Regions from separate parts of the Mus musculus genome. Here all the other regions are linked to region 3. Evidence: chromatin contacts called from public HiChIP or PLAC-seq data. All regions are on one chromosome and are shown on one strand. The core of a region is the stretch at or near the end of the contact, and the rest is flanking DNA. Distances in the headings are between cores, read along the strand shown.

The links. HiChIP or PLAC-seq counts read pairs in DNA pulled down with a chosen protein or histone mark.
Region 1: an H3K4me3 HiChIP or PLAC-seq map of the 230-238 cell line shows a contact between it and region 3, with 17 read pairs. The contact joins the promoter of Acvr1 here to the promoter of Cytip in region 3. A contact is called at or near these places in 2 of 39 promoter capture datasets (the 3T3-L1 cell line and pre-B cells), 1 of 484 Hi-C or Micro-C datasets (Sertoli cells), 6 of 115 datasets of contacts at active chromatin or transcription factors (the 230-238 cell line, DN3 thymocytes, bone marrow-derived dendritic cells and 2 more) and 1 of 9 other capture datasets (macrophages).
Region 2: a contact with region 3 is called in an H3K4me3 HiChIP or PLAC-seq map of pro-B cells, with 3 times the contacts expected there. The contact joins the enhancer-like site here to the promoter of Cytip in region 3. A contact is called at or near these places in 1 of 39 promoter capture datasets (pre-B cells), 1 of 15 datasets of contacts at CTCF or cohesin (large pre-B cells), 3 of 115 datasets of contacts at active chromatin or transcription factors (the 230-238 cell line, large pre-B cells and pro-B cells) and 3 of 9 other capture datasets (adipose tissue, embryonic stem cells and pancreatic islet).

Annotation. Positions count from the first base shown.
Region 1 is chr2:58,565,485-58,569,645 of GRCm38.p6, reverse strand. Acvr1 (activin A receptor, type 1) reads left to right here and starts at 2,818. Exons shown (of 12, transcript NM_007394.3): 1 at 2,818-2,859. It also overlaps a transcript of Upp2 not described here.
Region 2 is chr2:58,421,995-58,425,813 of GRCm38.p6, reverse strand. The region is part of intron 1 of LOC108168760 (a long non-coding RNA gene); the gene reads left to right. Among named protein-coding and RNA genes, the nearest start is that of Acvr1c, 66 kb to the right of the region's middle. Within about 2 kb of position 2,338, at least 15 of the 459 cell types and tissues checked have an H3K27ac peak or open chromatin away from gene starts, as enhancers often do. A contact at or near this core is called in the 230-238 cell line and pro-B cells, where this site is marked.
Region 3 is chr2:58,158,100-58,162,506 of GRCm38.p6, reverse strand. It overlaps Cytip (cytohesin 1 interacting protein), which reads left to right and starts at 2,385. Exons shown (of 8, transcript NM_139200.4): 1 at 2,385-2,625. The coding sequence starts at 2,452.

The sequences.
Region 1 (4,161 bases), core at 1,569-4,068, 410 kb before region 3:
CAACCTTGGTTTAAAAAAAAAGAATGTGGCTATCATTTGTAGGATTCAAAGCTTAACTCTAAAAGAGAAGCTGTCTGTGAGATTTTATGGAATAAATCCCCCACATTTTATAGAAAAATAGCGTACAGGACTCTTAGGTTGCTCAAGGCCCTATTTCCTAATAGTTTTTTGAAATCTGTTGACTTTTAGAAACGAACATGTTGATCTGGGTGTAAAAGAGGAGGATATGCAGAAAACAGAGAAGATGCCAATTCACAATGCAGCAGGCAGTTAATTAAGAGGAGTCAGGCTCCCTGAAACATATGACTGAGATTGGAGAAGCTCAGACTGACAGAAGATGTAGCTCCTCCAAGTTACTTTAAGGGTGTGATTTTTTTCCCCCACCAGGGTTAAATCAGTGGATTGGCTCTTGGGGTGGAAGTAATGGTTCTCAACCAGGGCGATTGTGTACTTCAGAGACATCTGGCTGTCACTATTGTGAGGGGAGGATTGCCCTATTGAAATCTAGTGAGCACAAGTCAAGGATGCTGCTAAATGTATTTCAACATGTAAAACGGCAAAACCAATTATCCAGCTCAAAGTACCAATAGTGCCAAGGTTGAGAAATCCTGGAATCAGGTGCCTAAGCCTTGAGGGCTAAACCCTGGGTGTACAGGGCTTGTGTAAAAAGCAGTATCCTAGTCTGTCCTCTTATTTTACACACACACACACACACACACACACACACACACACACACACACACAAAGTAGAATACAAGGCCACAAACACTATCCACAGTGCTTCCACAGAGTCCCTTGGAACACTGAGTAGTCACAGGGGGTTGTTAGCTCTTGCAGTGAGTCAGCCACAGTAAGAGAACATCTATGGCAGTAGCAGCCCAAAGCAGGTCAAGCTTCCTCAATCCACCTAGCTACCTTTTAGGAAGTCTTTATTAAACATACACACATACACCACTGTTAGGCATGCTGATACAGGATGAACACAGCCGAGCCTGGTGCCTGCCCTCATGGAAGGGACTGTAAACATTTGGAAGATTAAAAGCACACAGCAGCACGAAGAGGTAGCTGCAATATAGCTGCACAGCCACTCTGGCTCCCATTTCCCTCTCTTAGGTTCAAAGTGTGCCCAAGGTCAAACCAGTGAGCCTCAAGGGCTGACAGTTGAAGCAAGTGTTACCGAGGGCTCTGTTGTATTGTTTCAGCCAGCAGGGATTACAGATTGGTGATCTTGCCTTGATCTGACCTGAACTTTCCTCGCCTGATCGCCACCAAACATAACTACAAGGACCCTCTAATGAACGATCCAAACACAAAAGAACCAAAAACCTTCTCTGCCTTTTTGCTTACACAACACCTGAAGGCTCTTTTCTAGCTGTTCCTTGTACACACACGCCTGTAAAGCTAGCTTGTTTGCAGCTTTTGCAAAGGCCCGATCTTCCACTTCCTTTGCAACCTTCTGCAGTGTTGCAGCCAGCGACCCAATAAATGCCCTCTACATGAAAGGACCTGTAGGGATAAAAAATACTTTATGTTTTCCCCATTTATTGGTGTCATGATTTTACTCTTGCTTTGTGATAGGACTGTGCATTATAAGCTTCTAGAGGGCAGAGAAAATGGCTTGCTGCTTCCAAACACTAAGCGGGCACCATGCAAAATTTGATCCTTGCATGCCTTTTTTGATGCTCCAGATAATATTAGCACACTGGGGTGTTTTTGTGTTTCTAAGGACCAAAGTTGTCAGCCTCTCTGCGGCGGAGAATGTTCCTTCCTTCCTACTGTAAGCTCCCGTGGCGCCTAGGACAGGGCGGGATTTTTGCAGAAGCCCCCCCCCCCCCCACCCCCCAGACTTGCTTATTTTTATTACCAAGGAAGCCGACTGCGAAAATGGCAAACGCTTGCATAACCCTAGACCCTGCGAGGAAATGAGCATAGTGGAAGGGGATCAGAAGACAAGGCAACGATGGCCTGGCTGAGGCGGAGCATTGAGTATCCACCCCTGTGCCTGACACGCAGGGCTGGAGATGAGTGCAGGAGCCCCCGCAGTTCCCGGCTCGGCTGCCTGCTGTCCGCCCGCCCCGCGCCCCGGGAGCTGTCCAGACGGCCCCGCCCGCGCCTACCTGGCCGCTCCCCGTGCCGCGCGCCTCCCCCGCGTCCCGCCAGCCCGGCTCGCAGCAGCCCACAGCCCGGGCGGCCCGAAGGGTCGGGGGTCGGGGGCGGCGGGCGAGCATGGCTAGGCGGGCGGAATCCCTGGGGCCGGGCGCCTGCAGGGGGCGCGAGGAGCGCCCCGCCCCGCCGCCGGCCCTCTCCCTCCCGGCTCCCTGGATCCGCGCCGGGAGGAAATGATGTGTTGCTGCCTGGTTAATCACAGCTCCAGACACTCATTGGCCGAGCGCTCCGCAGCCACTTCCTCCTCCTCCTCCTCCCGCTCCTCCCGCTCCAGCTCCCGGTCGCCGCCGCCGCCGCCGCCGCCCCCAAGCGCTGGGGGAACTTTGCCGCCGCCGGCTCCCCGCCGCCCCCAGCCGAGCCCCGCGCCGCCGCAAGTTTCCTCCGCCCTCCTCCCCGCCCTCCGCCTCCCGCCCCGCGACAGCCGTCTCCCCGGCTCCAGCCCGGTGCCTGCCGCCAGCCTGCGCCCCGGCCCCGTGGCCGCCAGCCTCCCGCCCCGCGCCGCGCCGTGCCGCGCCGCGCTGCACTCCGCCGCCGCCGCCCGGGCCACCCGCCCGCGGCCCGCGGAGTTCCGGGCTCCACGCCGGCTGCAGCGCCCCGCCCCGCCCCGCGCCCTCCCGCGCCGCCTTGCAGCTCCCGGTCGCCTCGAGCTCTCCGCCTCCCCGGGTTCAGCACCCGACCGCCGCTGGACCAGAGGTGAGAGCAGGTCGCCGGCCACGCCGCCGGAGCTGGGGACCGAGGGAGGAGGGAGCTTAGCTGGAGGCGAGACCGGGATCGGAGGTGGAGGGTGGGCGTCTCGGTGCCTCCCCCTCGCTTTCATTCTTTCTCCGGCAAGCTGCGTGCCCTCTCGACGTGGGGGGAAGCCGCGGCGGAACGAAACCGACTTGCTTAGGGCCTTGGCTGCCGGTGGGATCCGGGGTGGACAGAGGCTTGGAGTAGGGGGTTCGGGTGTGCGTTGGATGAACTCCTGCAGGGTGTGCGCCTCGGACTTATAAATCGATCTGGCCTCACGGCCCCGGGCTCACCTTCTAAGCTGAGCTTGGCAGACTAAAGAGATTGGCCAGTCACCCCCACCCACAAAATATCCATCTCTTCCAAGAGGAATTTTCTGCTGGAGAGACAGCCAATAAACTCTGTTCAACTCCCTCCCTCCCTCTGTCCTTCCTAGCTGCAGTTTCAAAAAGCTTCAAAGCCAGGAATGTGGGATTCATCTTCCGATCCCCAGAAGGCAGATGTGGTTACAGATGTTGCATAGTACTTTGCCAAGTTTAAAACCCTTCCTTCGACACTAACCAAAACAGTGAGGCTAGAACCTTGGGCGCGCTGGGGAGAATTGTGGGCCTGTGGGTTCACTACGTGCATGGACTTCTGTCTGGTTCAGAGACTGGCTTGGCTCTGTCCAGTTTGTGCCAGTTACGTCTCCCACCCTTCCCTACCTCCCTCTTCCCCTGGAGATCTGAACGTACCTTGCACGGCAGAGGAGCTATGGAGGAAGGTACTTGGGCAAGAAAACACCCATTTTTGTTGCAGAAGAAAAGTGTGTTGGTTAAAAAGTTGCCATTAATTTGGTGTTTGGAGAGAGACGGACGGTAATGCATTGGATTTGCTCTCTTTATTGGCTTTTCTTCTTTGCGGTTTGTGCGATTGGTGTGAGATGATGGGAAACGTCTCTGGTCCCATACATGTTTAATGCGATTGCATATATATATATATACATACACATATATATGTTTTTTGTTTGCATAGATATATAATTTCTGAAAAAAATCCCTCAAATAGAAACATAACGCAGTGATTTTAAAGGATCCAGTTCTTGAGAGGCAGACTGCTCTGACAGCCCAAGGGAAGGCGGTGGCAAAAAATAGACACCACCTCCCTTTTCCCCAAAAAATTCTTCCTGGAAAGGTGGTGTTAAGAAACTTCAGAGATGGGCTCATCCAAGTGGCAGGCCTTAAATGGAAACACTATAGTATGTCCTGGCACTAGTCTCTGGAGGTG
Region 2 (3,819 bases), core at 1,089-3,588, 260 kb before region 3:
TTGAATGCAGGACTAGAAGGAAGAGAAACGATGATGATGGCTTGGCAGGAGGCCAGTATTTTTAGCTGGAACTCCCACTTTTGGTGTTAATCATTAAACAGTTATATACCATTTGGCAATTTACAACACACTGGTCAGTAAGTTTCATAATTTCATCCTTGGCATGTAAATTAGTTAAGGTGATGGTTGTACACTCTTCCTTTCCTGAGGAAGAAAGGGAGGCTCAGAGTCTTCAGATGTCTTTTTCTCAGAATCAGAGCTGTTCTGATACCAAGGTTAGGCCAGGAGTAGACAAAGTATAGATTGTAGGCCAAGTGGGACTTACTATCTAATTTCGTAAATGTAGTTTCACTGGCATACAAGGATAGCAACTTATAAACTATTGTCTCTGATTGTTTTTGCTGTATAAAAGCTGAATTGATAGATCGACAGGCATCTCAACAGAATGCATGTTCTCTAAATGTAACCAAACCAAACCACTCTACTCCATCTGGACCTTCACAGAACTGAAAGGTATGCAACAACCACAGATACCACGGTGGTGCCCTAGTCAGTCTGATGAGACCTGACCCCAAACTTACCAGGGCATGAACAGTGTTGTGTGCCCTTTCTGGGAAAATCAGTATCAAAATGGAACACATGCTCCTCTCATTGGTCAGCAATGCCAAAGGTTTATTGCTCCTAATAGAAAGGAGAGGGGTGTCCCGCATGAACCTCCAGTGCCTTCTTAGTCCTAGCTCAGATCCTCCACATGGACAGTGTGTGTGTTGCTGTTGATCATCAAACTAATTTTACTCCTGGAGCATCATGACTGCCATCCACACCTGTGACCACGGAAGTTCTCCTCATGTACTATTGGCTTGTGGATGTATCTTCTTTCATTGGCTAGGGAAAGAACCCAGGCTAGTGTACCATGAGTATGTCCTTTGGTAGCCATAGCATTAAAAATGCATCTGAAGCTAATTTTAAAAACTGGAAATACGTTTCATAAAGACACAAATATCTACCTGAGCTTGAAGAACAGGAAAAATCTGGATCATTGGGATATCACATGGTTTTGCATGTTTGAGAAAGCAGCAACTGTCCTGCACTAAGGTATGGTTACATTCTCTGGCTCCTGGAGGAGTCACATAAGTATAGCAATGATTTTAGTGGGTGAAATAGAACCTGGTGATTAGTGGGTTGAAGCTCTCACTAATTGAAGTTTCTACTTCAGTCCTATCTGGCTGTGTTCACATGCAGTGCAGAAATGTCTTATGAGACTATAGGTTTTGAGACTATAGGTTTCTTCTATGTTTTCCATGAGAAGTTTCAAATCCAAACTTTATATTTAAAATTTCACATTTAAGCCATGGTAATGATAAAAATTAAACAAAATGGGTATAAGGTATTGGATCAATTCTCTGTGGGTAAAGTACATGTAAGATCTAGTTCTACTTTGTAGCCTCTACAAGGCTATATTAGAGCATTACTCTGCTGGAAGCTTCGCCCAGGGCAAAATGGGAAAAGCTCAGTTGGATAGAGCCATCTTGGAATGGAGCATCATTGATATTCAGTCCTTCCTGTTTTGTACAGAAACATTAGCAATGAGTCTTTTTTTTCCCTCTAAATTTACATTATTTTATTTTTATTTTGTGTGTATCTTAGTTTTGGTTTGCATGTATGCATGTATGCATGTATGTATGTATGTGGACCACATGCATTCCTGGTGCCCTCAGGATCCAGAAGAAGGAGTTGGAGTCCCTGCAACTGAAGTTACAGATGGTTGTGAGCTGTGGGTTCTGGGAACCAAATCTGGGTCCTCTGGAACATTATCCAAGTGGTCTTAACTTCTGGGCCATCTCTCTCTAGTCTTAACAGCTTTACAAAAGTTACCAAGCAAAGCATTGCAAAGCTCAGTATCAACTACCCCTAAGTCTCAGAGCATCCCAGACCCATCCTATCATGAAAGTTCCATCTTTCCTGTTTTTTTTTATTCCAACCCGAGTACTACTCACGGCAATGTTACAACCCCAGATAATAGATTTCTCCACAAGCTTAATTTATGTAAATAAGCACATTTTACTTTTACAAGGCTGGCATTTCTCAAGCAGTTTATTTTATAAAATGGAAACAAAAATTAAACTTCTGCAAGACATGTTGAATTCTGTCAATCAAATACCATGGTTCACCAATTCTCTTTCATTTTCATTTTTCACCTCAGTAAACAAACAAAACATAGTGAGTTTCACATGTAGTAGGAAAATATGACACAACCTGTGGCAGTTTTATAGTCTCTGGGGAGGCCTGTCATGATTCTGTCAGGCATGGCTTCCCTTCCTTTCTGGTATCTGTTGGAGGAAACAGAAGACATCGTCGTGGTTGAGGGAATTGGGGGTGAGGTTGAAGATGGCGTGGGGAAGTGTAGTTATGTGATTCGATTTTGTGGATGCAATAGTGTGCAGGCTATACACACACTTGTATGCACTAGCACGAGCTCATGTGGAGGCCAGAGGTGATATAAGGTAAATTCCTCTACCGCTCTCACCTTATCTTTTGGTGTAAAGTCTCTCACTGAACCCAGAGCTCACTGGTCTAGTTGGCTGATAAGCTCTGAGGATCAGTTTGTGTTTGACCCCAGCTCTAGGGTTACAGATATCCATAACCACCCCTGGCTTTTATGGGGGTACTGGGGTTGAAAGCGTGTCCTTGTGCCTATGTAGCACATACTTTAACAACTGAGCCATCTCCCCAGCCCGCTTAAAAATTTTTAAGCAAAAACATTTGAGATTACGTTAAATCACTTCTTGTCTGAGAGTAGACTTCACATGATAAACTTCCCTTGCCATCATGCAACCCAGGAATTCAAGCAAATGTATGTGAAGGATTCTGATTTTCAAATTTAGAAACCTCATGACTAGTTGTCTTAGTTACTTTTCTGTTGCTGTGATAAAGCAGCATGACCAAGGCAATGTATAAAAAAGAGTTGAATGTGGGGCTTGCAACTTCAGAGGGTGAGAGTCCAAGATACCAGAGGAAAGGCATGGGGGCAGAAGTGGAGAGTTTGCATCTTAAGCCTGATGTGGAGGCCAGAGGTTGATAAGTCAATATGAGAGATTTTCCACTACTGCTCCCATCTTATCTTTTGATACATGTGTGCATGCATGCATGCGTGCATAGATATGTACGTGTGTGTGTGTGTGCATGCATGTTTGTGTATGTGTGTTTCTGTGTGTGTGTTTGTGTGAGAGAGATAGAAAGATAAATTGCTAGGTAGATTGGTAGATAGGTAAAGGAAATGGCATGGACTTTTGAAACTTCAAATTGTGCTTCCCACAACACAGCTCCTCCCCAATGGAATTATTGCTTTGATGTTTACTAATTCTTCTCCCAGGTGATGGTGGCATACTCGTTCATACTCGTTCATACTCATTCATACTCATTCATACTCGTTCATTAGATTCACTCTTCTTCACAATAGTATAAAGCATCCTGAATCCCCTGGGCCCAAACACAGGAACTTAGAACTTTCTTTGCTTTGGAAAAAAAAATGACTGCAGATATGGAGCTCCATGTCTTTCTGTGAGCATGAAGGAGAAGAAAGCATCTACCTCTGCTTCTTAGGTACAGAAATCACTATGAGGTGACCCTTTAACACAAGGTAAGCCAACGGAAACAATGTAAGTTGATTAAATTGTCAATGGTAAATTATTGCCACCCACAAATTTCTTTAAGCACCCAACATATAATTGGCACCGGACTTCAGAAAGTAGGCCAGCCTAGGCCCTGACTGTCAGACCTTTGACTCTTGTGTCAGCATCTCTCTGTGCTTTTTCCTTT
Region 3 (4,407 bases), core at 1,136-3,635:
CTCTCTCTCTCTCTCTCTCTCTCTCTCTCTCTCCTATCCATCCTTCCCTTTTCTCTTTTTTCTTTCTTCCTTCCTTCCTTTCTCTCTCTCTCTCTCTCTCTCTCTCTCTCTCTCTCTCTCTCTTTCTTTCTTTCATTTTCTTCCTTTTCATTAGGTTGGATTTACTTCCATGATGGTTCAGGAAATTACAATTCAATTAGTTTTTAACATATAACTCCTTTCTTTTTAACTAACCTTTAGTTCTCACAGAGAGACATTTCTTTTCCAGTTTATACATTTAAGACAAAATGTAAACTTGAAGTTAAAAGTTGCCTCCTGGTCTCTCCTAACTGAGAGGATGTGGTACATTAATGTAGAAACTGTCGTGAGTGTATCTGACTATGACCCACATGTGGTATTTAGATCTTAAAGAGATGATCTGAAGAAGTCTGACGGGCCTCTTTAGAAAGTAGAATGCAGAAGGAACGTCAAATCTGTCCTTTCTGTCCTATGGACACTGAAGGACACCTCAGACCTGCATGGTAGACAGATTGAGCAGATTGTCTACTGTATCCCCTTCTCACAGTAATGAAGAGGCTGAGAGGGGATGGAAGGTAAATCCTAGAGGGGGAAAAAAGCCCACAACTTCTAAAAACCTACACAGTCACACACTGCTGTAAGTCAACAATTTGGTGTCTGAAAGCTTCGTTGTCATTGAAGATGAGTCATTTTATCACAGATGACACTACTGATCGGGATATTATTCAAAGTGTGTAGTAAGTGGCACGATGCAGGCCTCAAGAATCAGAAGAGAGACCCGAACCATCATGGTTGGCCAGTTCGTAAATACATTCATGGGTGTGGCCTGACTGATGTGTATGGGCAGGGAGCAGATGTGCCTTTGTTTTTTTTTAATACTAGTGGAATATAAATGTAAATGTAGTTATTGAAAGAGTCAGCATGTTAGGTGCATTTTATGGCATATAGTGAAACATGCTTCCAGTCAATCATTAATGTCTGCAATCTACAGACTAATACCTCATAACACTGAATTTGTACAGTTACTGTTTTCATCTATAGAACTTGGCTTGATTCAATGTTTGCAAGTATTAACACATTTACCTGACTGTAAAATTCCTAGAGGAAAAAAAAAATTGTTAAGCTACCAAAGTTACCAGCACTTTCTTTTGAATTACACATATCTGCCCCCTAGAAGGATGTGTGCTTGTAATCTCCAACTTAGATTTTATATGTTTTAAGGGACATCGTCTTCTTTCTATTCTTATTCAGTTCCAACAGTAAGGAGTCATGCTGTGTTAGAGCGTTACCGTTCTCCGATCCGGCTTCCTCTTTTCATTAATTCTGACGACTTTATGACTCACACTTGGCCAGTTCTGCTTGGGTTGAACCCACTTCGAGTTCTAGTGCACGCATTCCATTCTAGCTCGGAGCTTTTCTAACTCTTGTAAACTCTAGTAGTGACCTTCCAAACGACTTTTACGTGCGTGTTTGACTTCTGTGCTATTTAAAACTTCTCCTTTTTATTTTTGCTTTGATTCTGCCTTTTACGTACTTTCCTGCTTCTGGGTGAAACCCGTTATCTTCAACTACTTGAAAAATACAAAATTTAAAAAATAAAAAAAGCAACTGTTTTCAAGTCCCTCCCCCCACCGTGATGGCACACTGCCACAGGAACCATCCTGTGTTATCTCAGCTTGACTACCCCCTTCTTTCCCACTGCTTTCTTCCCCCCTAAAGTTGTAGGTATGAGTAGCCCCAGATACGAACAATGTTCTGCACTAAATACGCTGCCTTTCCTTCCCCTCCCCGTTATGTTCTTATAAAGCTGATGGGTAATTGCGGTAAGAATAAAGCGGCATAAAGGCAATTAGGTGAATGTCAAACGGCTACAGCTCTAGGGACAGAATGCATTTTTGATGAACTTTAATGAGGTAGAGGGAGGAACACCACAAGGACTTTACCAGAGAACAACCTGGCCAGCACCTGTGACATTTACAGCCAAAAGAGTGAGTGAGGGCACAGTCTGTTAAGTGCACGGGGGTGCTAATATTAAATGAGCAAACGGGTAGGAAGCAAATGAGCGAACTTGAACAAAGTTGTTTTCTTTTCTTTTCTTTCTCTGGAAAATTCTGTTTTGAGTACCCGTAGCCATAGAGTATCAAACTCTATGTTCCGGCTGTTTGAGGGAGGAAAAGTACACTGATTTTTTTCTTTTTCTTTTTTTTTTTTTTTAATTGTAGAAAAGGAACGCAAGGTTCTCTCAGGAGCACTGGAGAGTAGGAGTGACCTCCTCTATAGGCTTTGTGCAACAGTGTCTCAAACCACAGCAGTCACATGGGTTCTGTTGGCTTTGCTACTTTTTCGACTGCGTGTCAGAGGGCTGTGCATTTCGCTTCCTCCCTCCTGCAAGGCCAGGGAACCATGTGTTGGCGGGATTAATCTTTGCCCACAATGTCTCTGCAAAGGTTTCTGCAGCGGCAGGGCAGCAATGGCAATTTGGAGTACTGTGCTGACTCTGCCTACGGCTCCTACTCCGTCCTCACGGGCCAGCTCACGATGGAAGACAACCGAAGGATTCAAGTGCTGGCAGACACTGTAGCTACTTTGCCCCGGGGACGAAAGCAGGTAAGGTTGCTGCGCTGTCTAGAGTGTTCACGTTTGCCTGACCTCTGCTGAAAGTGGTACCTGCTCCTGCGTGTCTCTGTTAACTTTGACTACCAGCCTTATTCCCCGCGCTTAGGAGTCATTTCGGTTCTTATTCAAAGGAGAGTTCTTTTCCCTGAGGAGAACCTCTGTCTACTACCCAATTAACTTAGGAGTTAATGACTGAGAGTACATGTGAGGGGGGAGGTGACATGTCTACCAGAGATAGTATCACAGTTGAAGGATAGAAAAACAGTCACTTTTTTTTTTTTTTAAAGTAAGACTCAAATATTTATCTTCATTTAAAGATGTGCTCAGGTAAAATGAAAGTTGTTGAGAACAATGAACATGAAGGTCGTTTACAGGTACACAACCCACACGATCAACACTCCTCCGTTTGTGTGTCTGTTCATTGTCTCCCTCTGGGCTTACCTCCAGGCCCCGTCAGTTCACAATCGAGAGAAGACTTCTCCTTGAACACTACCTCTGTCAGCCAAGTGAATTCTTCAGTCCTGGAGCAATGATAGAACCTTGGGCTATTGGGAAGTAGGACTATTTCGGGGAGGTGAATGGGCTGCTTGGTAGCTGTGGCATACAGAGCAAGTTGGTAGCTGCCCCCCTCACATTATGTCTTTCTGAAAAGGAAGCTATCAAACTAAACTCCATTCACTTGATTAGGTAACAGCAGAAACAACTTCCTTGAACCCTCTGCCCTTTAAGTAAGGAAATGTACAGGGCACTCAGCACTCAATAAAGGCTGTTCGAAAATTTTTATGAAATGTCTTTAGAGATGAAAACTCAACTGGAAAAGTATGTGTCTAGTGAATTTGTTCTGAATCTTTGGTCTTCCATTTGTAATACATAAGAATGAACTATATACCACTTTATGTATTTTGATCATATACTTTTCTATAAGGTCCAAGGTGTGTATTTGAATTTATATAAACAGTCATGCACAAGATGTTTAGAACTGACTTAAAACACAGCTTTGTGGCTTACTACATTGTGCATATTGTGTTCTCCTCTGAGCTCATCTAACTTCAGCATTACAAAGTTGAAGCGTAGGGGAGAGTCAGGACCTGATGTGGTGAGTGGATTCCTTGGCATTTTCCACAGTGATGAAGCTCATTTGCTAGTAGTTGATTGTCATTCTCAATCCAACGTGTTTTTATAATACAAAGTTTGGTGAACATCTGTATCGATTTATAAATGGGCAACACAGGAAACGCCAACGGGTTTACTCAGATTCTAAACAGAGAGCAGTCTGTTTCTCTTTCTATTTAATACAAAGCCATTACACCAAATTCTGATCATTTGCTATCCTACTATTTGTTCTCGGCATATATCACTTACCAGGAAAAATACTGTTAATAACTGCACCACGGAGGGAATCTTTCCAGATCTTGTTCTCAGCTCAGGCTTTACACGTTGCCAGTCCCTGCCAGGTAAATCAAACTATATGTCAGCCCTGAGGGCTGGAGAAGGGTTAGCATTAGGGGACAGTTTGAGCAGGTGTATATGTAATATGTCTCCATAAACTGTCTTAGGCTTCCTAAGCATGGGAATCCCTAATGTGGGGACACAGACTCTGGTGTGTCAGGAAAATCCAGTGTGTGCCTGTGAGAGTTGAGAGGAGGGACAGCATGTGGCCAGTTTCCTTGAGAAAATAGTGCAGTTGGTTCTTGCTATCCACAGAGCATTGGTTCCAAAACTACCATCTTTGAAAATCAAAGACCAGAGATGTTGGACTCCCTGATATAAAAT